Regions from separate parts of the Gossypium hirsutum genome. Here region 1 is linked to region 2. The links are chromatin contacts, called in public Hi-C maps. All regions are on one chromosome and are shown on one strand. The core of a region is the stretch at or near the end of the contact, and the rest is flanking DNA. Distances in the headings are between cores, read along the strand shown. Region 1 holds the start of LOC107922144 (polyadenylate-binding protein 2). Region 2 holds the start of LOC107922148 (kinesin-like protein KIN-4A).

Region 1 (4,185 bases), core at 1,259-3,758, 360 kb after region 2:
CTGCGATTTCTTTTTTTTTTTTTTAAACCCTTTGCCATATTTTCCTTCAGATTCTGGTTTGGTTGCCTATTTGCCAGCAGATTTTGTCTTGCCTCATGTCATGCATATCAAGGCTCTCATCCACGATAATCATTGCTTTATGACTGCTTGGAAGGGAAACCCCCATGTCCACAATAGTCTGTCCAGGCCCACTCACATTTGGACTCTCATCACTAGTACCCTCACTAACATTTTCTTTTTTATTTGCATTAATCGTATGCCCCACACTTGTATTTATCCTATTCCCCACCAACCTTTCTCTTTGAGGGCTGAACCGTGCACCCTTTCTGTTATTAACATCTATTTGTCCTATTTTTCCTTTCCTTTTTAACTTCTTTGAGCTGAATATCCTTCAATTTTTCCAGAACAATCCGTATTATCCTCTTCAGCAATTTCTTCCTCAAAACTTGGATTCATCCTTGTAAACTCCAAGATATCAACGTTAGATAGAATCTCAAATCGCGATTTATTCGCAGTTGCCAATTATGTCTTCTTCTCCTTCACTCTGGTTGCATCACTGGGGGTTTTCGACAACCTTCTTCGACGTGTATTCGCCACCATCCAAGGGCCAAACAATCCTCCATTATTCGCATACTCGACATTCGAATCAGGTGCACCAGTACCCATACTCTCCCTTTCAACTCCACTCGGTGCCACTGCCTCAACTAGTTTTTGCTATGCGCAAGCCTCTTGCATATGTCCTTAACAGCCACACCCGAAACAAATTTAGGGCAGCCCCTCGTGTTCTATTATTTGAATAAACCCATCAATACAATACAGGAAAGTAAAGGTTTATTCAGATCAACAACAATTGCCATACGAGCAAACCTCCCCCTTCTCCCTCCAGACGTGTTATAGTCAATTTTGACTATATGTCCAACTTCATTTGCTAGTGTTCGGAACAACCCTTTTATATAATAGCGATATGGAAGACCAATAAGTCTTACCCAAACCAGACCGTGAGATGGATGTGATTTCCTTGTTGAGAAGTCCCGACTCCATGGCTTCACGGTTAAATAACTGCCATAAATCATCCATGGACCATCTAACAACACCCTTTCATAGTCCCCAGCATCACTAAATTTAACCAGGTAATAATCATGCTCCAAATCAACTAGTTGCAATCTCCCAAGCGGCAACCAAAGAAGTTTTAACCGACTAATGAGAGCTCTATATCCAATAGTTTTCCCCCGGTTAATAATCACATCCTCCGGCAAAACTTCAATCTCATCCACCAAACTCCAAGCACTTACAACATCCCCCCTCCATTAGCCGTCAACTTATCTTTATAAGATAACTTTCCCACAGAGGCTTCAGGCATATCTTGATCATCATTCACCAACGTAGAATCCTCTTTATTCTTTACTTTTTTTTGTCACCCTCTCCAACTACGAAGGGATAGAAGATGCCGGTCGTTCCAAAGCCGATGGTACTGTAGAGCCCATTGATATTTCTATAAGATAAAAACACTTTTAAAGTAATATTATTTTTTATTAAAAAGAAGGGTTAATTATCATTTAAATAATATTAAGGTTAATTATATTAATTAATTAATTAATTAATTATTATTTTAAATACTATTACTTTACATTAATTACATAAAGTAAAACTATATTATATATTGAATACGTTAAAAGTACCTTAATCATTATTTAAAATTTTCTATTATAACATTTGAATTAAAAAGTTAATATATTTTAATTATGTGTAACAACTAAAATAAAAAATATTATTTTACTCTAATTATTATAATTAAAAATATAATATTTAAAAAATAATTAAATAATAAATATGTAAAATCAAAAAGAAGAAAATAAAAAACCATCCGTTCTATTTTTAGAACTTTGGCCCAAGATTTACTAATATTTTTATTATAAAAAGGGGAGTACTACACCCTAATTTACAAGATAAACAGAGTTGAAATACAACTAAAAATGGTTTATTAGAAGACTCCAATTAAAAACAAACAAAACAAACGGCACAACTAATTGGCCAAGTCAAAACAACACGCATTGCGCAAAATAACAGAGTTCGGTTTTATATTTTTACAGTGAATTTTTTTATAAAAACAATTTATATGTATTTAAAATTTTACTCTATCTTATCTTATCAGTTCTAACAAATCATTTCAAAATATCGTCCGTTGACTTTTTTAAAATTCTCAATAATTATCTGTAGGATATATTAAAAGATAATAGAATTTATAGTTTTTTTTTCTCAAAATGCTGATTAACTAAAAGAAAGCATTAAAATTATCGAACAAAATAGCGTTTGAGTTTGAGAATAAGATTGATGACGTAAACAAAACACAAAAAGGAAGAAACTTGGTATAACCGTTGACGGCTGACATTGCCACGTGTAATTTCACTGCCCATTGTCACGCAAGCACCCTGATTTTGTCAGACGGCTAAGATCTGATTTCCATTAAAAGGATCAGACGGCGGATATTAACTTTTCTCAAACTGTCTTACCTATAAAAACGACACAGTTCCTTCTTCGCCGGTGCGGTGCAGTTTCTCTGCCCTCCTCCCCCAAAACCTTTCTTATTATTTAAAAAAAAATCTATTTTTACCCCAAAACTCATATATTCTCCGTCGGCGTTGTCTTCCGTCCGGTTCTCCTCCGGATTTCCGACGATTCTATCCCTATTTATCACTCCCTCTCCTCTTCATTCCCCAAAACACCAAAAAAAAAATTCCCACATATTTTGAACTTTAGTTCTAAAATCCTTTTTTTCTCTATAGTTTTGATTTAATAGAGATAGGAGAGGGAAGCAAAAAAAAGGAAAAAATCCGAAAAAAGGAGAAGGATCTAGGAGAGTTAGGGCTAGTTTATTTTGAGGATGGCGCAGATTCAGGTTCAGCATCAGGCGGCGGTTTCCGGTCCAAATGGCGTGGCCCCGGGAGCTGCCGGAGGAGCGCAATTCATGCTTACGTCTCTCTATGTCGGGGATCTTGATGTTACCGTTACCGATGAGCAGCTTTACCAACTGTTTAGCCAGGTGGCTCCGGTCGCATCAGTAAGGGTTTGCCGGGACTTGGCGAGCGGCCGCTCTCTTGGCTATGGCTATGTCAATTATAACAACCTTCGCGATGGTTAGACTTCTACTTGACTGTAAAAGATTAGTTTTTTTTTTCTAGTAATTTAATAATTTAAGGCTGCTCGGCGTAGTTAGTTTGATTGAGAATTATTCTACAATGTGAACAGAGTTTATTGAATTTTGGTAATCATTATCAATATACGGTTATTTGATAACTTTGATGTATTAAGGATTTGTAGATGCTGTTTGAACGGATCCGCTATCTAGGCATTATTTAAGGATTATTTATTCATTATTTTAACAAAGCTTTTCTCATAATACATAATTGAAAATTTCTTTTTAAAGGGAAAGAAAAGTCCTGCATTGATGACATTATGTTCAGTTCTTGATTACTTCCCTAAAGTAATTTAATTAGAATTTTAGGTGTATTATTGTATTTATGCAATTTGCCGATTTCCTTTTGTGCTAAATTGGAATGTCTTCAGTAACTGTAACTATAATTGAAGTTGAAGTACCGACCTTAGATATATACTTGGCTTCAGGATTGCACAAATTGCTTGCAATTTGTAGATATAAGAATATTTCTCAAACAAGTTTTGAGCTTTGATGTTTGAGTGTTTTACCAGTTTTGCCTGGCATTTCGATGAGTTGCTTGAACTTCTGCGTTACTAAATAACTTTAAAAAAAAATAAATGATGTGGGATAATTATCATGTGGGAGAATCAGTTCTTTCGTTGGAATTGTTCAAGTTAATTGACGGTGTCTTTTTGTTATTTTTGCCTGCAGCGGCTAGGGCAATGGATCTACTGAATTTCACACCACTGAATAATAAGCCTATCCGAGTCATGTATTCTCAGCGTGATCCTAGTCTTCGTAAGACTGGTACCGCAAACATATTTATCAAGGTATTGATGTGTTTTCCATTTTTACCTTTTTTTTCCCTTTCCTCCATTTGGATTTCTATTTCACTCCAAGGATATTTTTTTCTTTTTAAATCAGAAAAATGGTAATTTTGGTTGGCTGTTCCTTACCTTTGTAGGACTCTTGCTCCTGCCTGTTAAACTTTGTACTTTCACCTTTCACACGAAACTTCCTTCATTTCTTTG
Region 2 (4,501 bases), core at 1,082-3,581:
TGCAAGTAGGCCCTTATTGATATGAACTCCTGTTTAGATGATGACTACGGCAATTACCATGTTTGGGTGGGGAAGATTACTTTAATGGAACAAAATAAAAATGATAACTAACCTTCTTTAAAACGCATCCCATCGGAACCTGTTCTTTTTGCTCTCTCTGATCCAGCAAGATCTACTAAATGTAACTTGGCACAAAGATATTCTTCACTCATAGAATCATTAGGATTTCCATCTCCGGAAACAGGGTTGAGTTTACGCATTTGCTCTAAGGTGATTGTGAATATTGCATGTGAGCGACTATACAACCAAATAAGGAAAGCCAAAAAAATTTGTCATTATAGAAAATTATTACTGTGGCATATTACCTGAAATTTTGGTATATAAAAAAATTATCAAAATTTGCATTTAGCAAATCATATAAAACCAAGAAAAAGGTAAAACTAAAAGAAGTAATTACTAAATAATACTTAATTTAACAAGAACCGAGAATGAATAAACCTTGACTGATTGTTCATGTTTGTACTCCCTGTAGCCCTACTCAAAGATCCCTGTTCTAAGCACGCACCCATTTCTTTTAATGTACTGACACTAACTTCAGTAGATCCTGCCAGTGTAATAACACCATCTGATGATTCACGAATCTGTATTGGCGGTTTTCCAGGGACATTTACTTTCCCAGTATTCGCACTTGCAGTATCTGATTTGTTCAAAAAAGTAGGATCCAACAAATCTCGCACTTCTTCTTTCAGGATCTTTACATCAAAATTAGATAAAAATTATGCATGTCAGGTCTACAAAGTAGGAAGAGCTAGTCAAGCCAGTTGTGATACTTATAATGATGCAAACAAGAGTTCTCGATCACATAAACCAAAAGATATATTCATAAAATGGATATCTCATACATGAAGGGCGAAGCTTTTACAACAACAGGTATTACAGCAAAGTAGAAAAACAAAATGAAATGTTTGGTTCTTTAACAAACCTCAATGAAGGACACATGCAATTGAAATTCGATTTGATGTTTTAGATTTTCAATCTTGCTGAACAAAGCATTCATTACTTGAGGAATGATTCCTGTTTGAGAGCCATCTTTGAAGCCTGTGCCCATAGTATATGTTTTACCTGATCCAGTCTGAAATAATTTTTCAAACTTCAATTGGAAGGAAAACAAAAACAGCAATATTTAGGTGTGTGTTGTGAGAGATTCAGCTGTACCTGACCATAAGCAAGAACAGTAGCATTATATCCTAAGAATAAGCCATCAACAAGTGGCACAATGCATTCCTCAAACATCCAAGAAGGAGAACTGGTGCTCCCATACACATGATCAAATGTAAAGGAATGTGTCCCAATTTGTACCTGCAGCATAGCAAAATATCCATTAGTTAATTCTGATTGATCAATCATTCAAGCATCCAAAAGATCCAGATCTCCAAATACTTCAAATTAACCCCAAAATCATCCATTTGAAAGCACTTAAAAGAATTAAGGTCTGCATTAATAAGTGACAGTACCTGAGGTTTTCCTGGGATGACAGTAACGCAGTCTTTACAACCTTGAACCTTCTCATCACCGATAAGTGGTCTTACATGAACCGCAACCTTAACACAACATTCCTCTGAACCTCCACCAACTTCCATACGAAACAGCTAAAAGAAAATTCCACAAAGAGAGAGAAGAAGAAAACCCCAAAAAGTAAAATATTTATTTTCTTCTTTTCCTTGTAAAAAAACCCTTCTCATGGACAATGGGTTGCTGCTGCTGTTGTTCGGAAATGTAAGAAAAAATAAAGAAGAAACTGTAGAAGAGGGAAGGGTAGTTGAGGAATGAGAGGGAATGGGATAGCATAACCATAGAAGTATACAAAGCAGAAAGTTTAACTGCAGTGATAACAACTACTGTCATTTTCCCTAGCCTTCACATAAAAAATCGTCATGTAAAAGAAAAAGGAAAAGAACTTTCGTAACACTCTTCCCCTTTTTATCCTACTTTTTTGCTTACTGCAAATCTCAATTTCCCATGTTCCTCTGTTTCTTATTATGACCTTCATGGAGTTTCGTCTTTGTCCTTATCTTTACAGCTCTACCCCTTTTAGCTCCATTTTTTTCTGGGTTTTGGTTAAAAATTTAAAAAAAAAAAAGAAAGATAGATAAGTGCTCCTAAAACCACGTATTATGAGGATGAAAATTTCATGATTGTGCTCAGGATATGGTCGATAAACAGGGATGACCACGCCATCATCCTCTGTGGTAAGAGTATTATTTTATAAAGGTTCGATATAAGTAATTCCACTCCCCCACAGCACATAAGCCGCGTGATTGGAATCATATATGCCATTTCTAAAAGTAAAAACCACTTTGTTATTTGTATCCTACATTTTTTTTTGTTATCGTTCTCTGTTATCTGTAGAAGTTTACTAAAGTTATGTTTTAAATATATTATTATGAATAATATTATGTCAATTTATAAAATTTTAATTGTCAAAATTTAACATTTGGAAAATATAGAAGTTTGAAATAATCTAATTTGAATAAATATAATTATTTTTGGGACTAAAATTATGTACTGATTCGGACTAAAATAGATCAAATAAAAAATATAAAAATTAAATTCACAACTTTCATAAAGTAGAAGATCTAATAGCAAAAGTTAACCTATCTTTTTCTTACTAAATTCGTTTTGTTTTCCCATAATTTTAATTTTTAAAAGATGATGTTCTAATATTACTTCCCCAATAGTTTATAAATTGTATATAAAATCAAACAAGTTCTGAACCAAAAAAAAAAAAATCAATGAAACAAGCAATACATACTCATTTGTGATCACAGACCTCTATTATATGTTCTAATAAATTAAAGAAATAAAATTGACGAAAAGCTAACCCAGGAAAGAAGAAATGGCACAAAAAGAAGAAAAAGAACCCAGAAATGGGCCTCTCTGTATTCTTTTTTACTGATTCTGTGGCAGTTAATTAAATTCGTGTTTTTTGGGTTTCCTTTTGTTGTGATGTGCATGTTTGGAGCCACTAAATTGCACCATCAATACTCTTGTAAAAAATGCAATTTGGAAAAGAAGGCCCCACTTCCACTTCTTTTAATTTTATTATTTTTATGTTAGTATTTAATTGAAATATTTATTTTATTATATTCTTATAAAACAACTTATCAACATAAATATAAAAACTGAATCAAATATTTTTCACAAAATTCATACAATTAAATTTATATTATATTTAGACATGTGGATGGAGCTGTTTGCTTATATAAAAATGCTAAATTGGGTTTATATCCTTATGCACTTTTAATTTAAATAAATTATGTGCATCACAAGTAACTTCAAATTAAAAGCCTCATTAGGTTACCTAAACTTTGGATACCTTTTTCTTAACACCATTCATTATTAGTTTTAGGTTGGATCTTATTCAATTATTCTGATGGCATATTGATATTCATTTTTTTCATAAATTATTTTAAATTTATCGTTTTTCTAATATTTAATATATGCATATAAAAATTACCAGCAAATAAATGAGTTCAAAAGATTTTCAAATATAAAATAATTATCAATCTAATATACACATGCTCGTATAAATAGCTTGTGTCAACTCTCTTTAATTCACACATATTCAAAAACAAAACTAGAATGGTTAAAAATTTCATTGAAATTTTAGTTAAAAAGTTTATAGAAAAATTTATTTAAATATTTTTCTATAAAAATAATCAATGATTTAAAACGATTATGTAATTTTAGAGCCTAAAGAAGAACTAATAAGTTAATTGAGAGTACAGGGCGACACTTTAGGTCGATAAATCAGCGGACTGCTCCGGTTGTTGCAACATTTAGAGAGGATGTCGCGACAATGAAGTTCGAATCAAAAGGGGAATATACAACCATCGATGTTGCAACAACCACCACTTAATATCACGACACCCTACTTCAAACAAAGAGGGGGAGCATTCGGCGTGCAATGTCGCGACGCTAATCTGACGAAACCCAAAATTATTGCATGGGTGTTTTTGTTTGCACAACCTTAAATAACTTGTAACTCAACCTTTGTTTGACCTAATTTGGTCATAATACATGTAATATATAAATAATAGCTCAAAACAACATATTACAAGGGTTCAAAAAGTTTTTCATACCTTTGATTTAGGTTTTTAGTTTTCTTTTATGTTTGCTTAATCTGAAGATTTCTATTCCAAAGTTAGACAATTGTGAGTAGAGATTGTTCTAGATGCGAGCATTTCCATTAATAAATTTATGAGTATTCTTTTCCCTATTCTATTTGTTAGAATTAAGTGACTTGAATCATTATTTAAATAAAATACAGTGGTAAAATAAAATAAAAGTAAAAATCATATAGAACTACACTTCTTTTATTTTATTTTAGAATAAGATTTTTTAAACCTTATTAAACTCCATCTATTTGATATTGATTAGAATAAGGTGTTTCAATCTTACTACAATCCTATTAGAATATGATTTTACAAGCCTATAAATA

What was found. A called contact is a pair of places that touch in the nucleus more often than the background predicts.
Region 1: a Hi-C map of leaf shows a contact between it and region 2, with 2.2 times the contacts expected there. The contact joins the promoter of LOC107922144 here to the promoter of LOC107922148 in region 2. A contact is called at or near these places in 8 of 34 Hi-C or Micro-C datasets (hypocotyl and leaf).

What each region holds. Positions count from the first base shown.
Region 1 is chrD01:21,485,679-21,489,863 of Gossypium_hirsutum_v2.1, forward strand. It overlaps LOC107922144 (polyadenylate-binding protein 2), which reads left to right and starts at 2,509. Exons shown (of 9, transcript XM_016852014.2): 1 at 2,509-3,134; 2 at 3,866-3,984. The coding sequence starts at 2,882.
Region 2 is chrD01:21,121,776-21,126,276 of Gossypium_hirsutum_v2.1, forward strand. It overlaps LOC107922148 (kinesin-like protein KIN-4A), which reads right to left and starts at 2,332. Exons shown (of 26, transcript XM_016852021.2): 1 at 1,515-2,332; 2 at 1,216-1,359; 3 at 983-1,132; 4 at 499-752; 5 at 113-297; 6 at 1-29. The coding sequence starts at 1,640.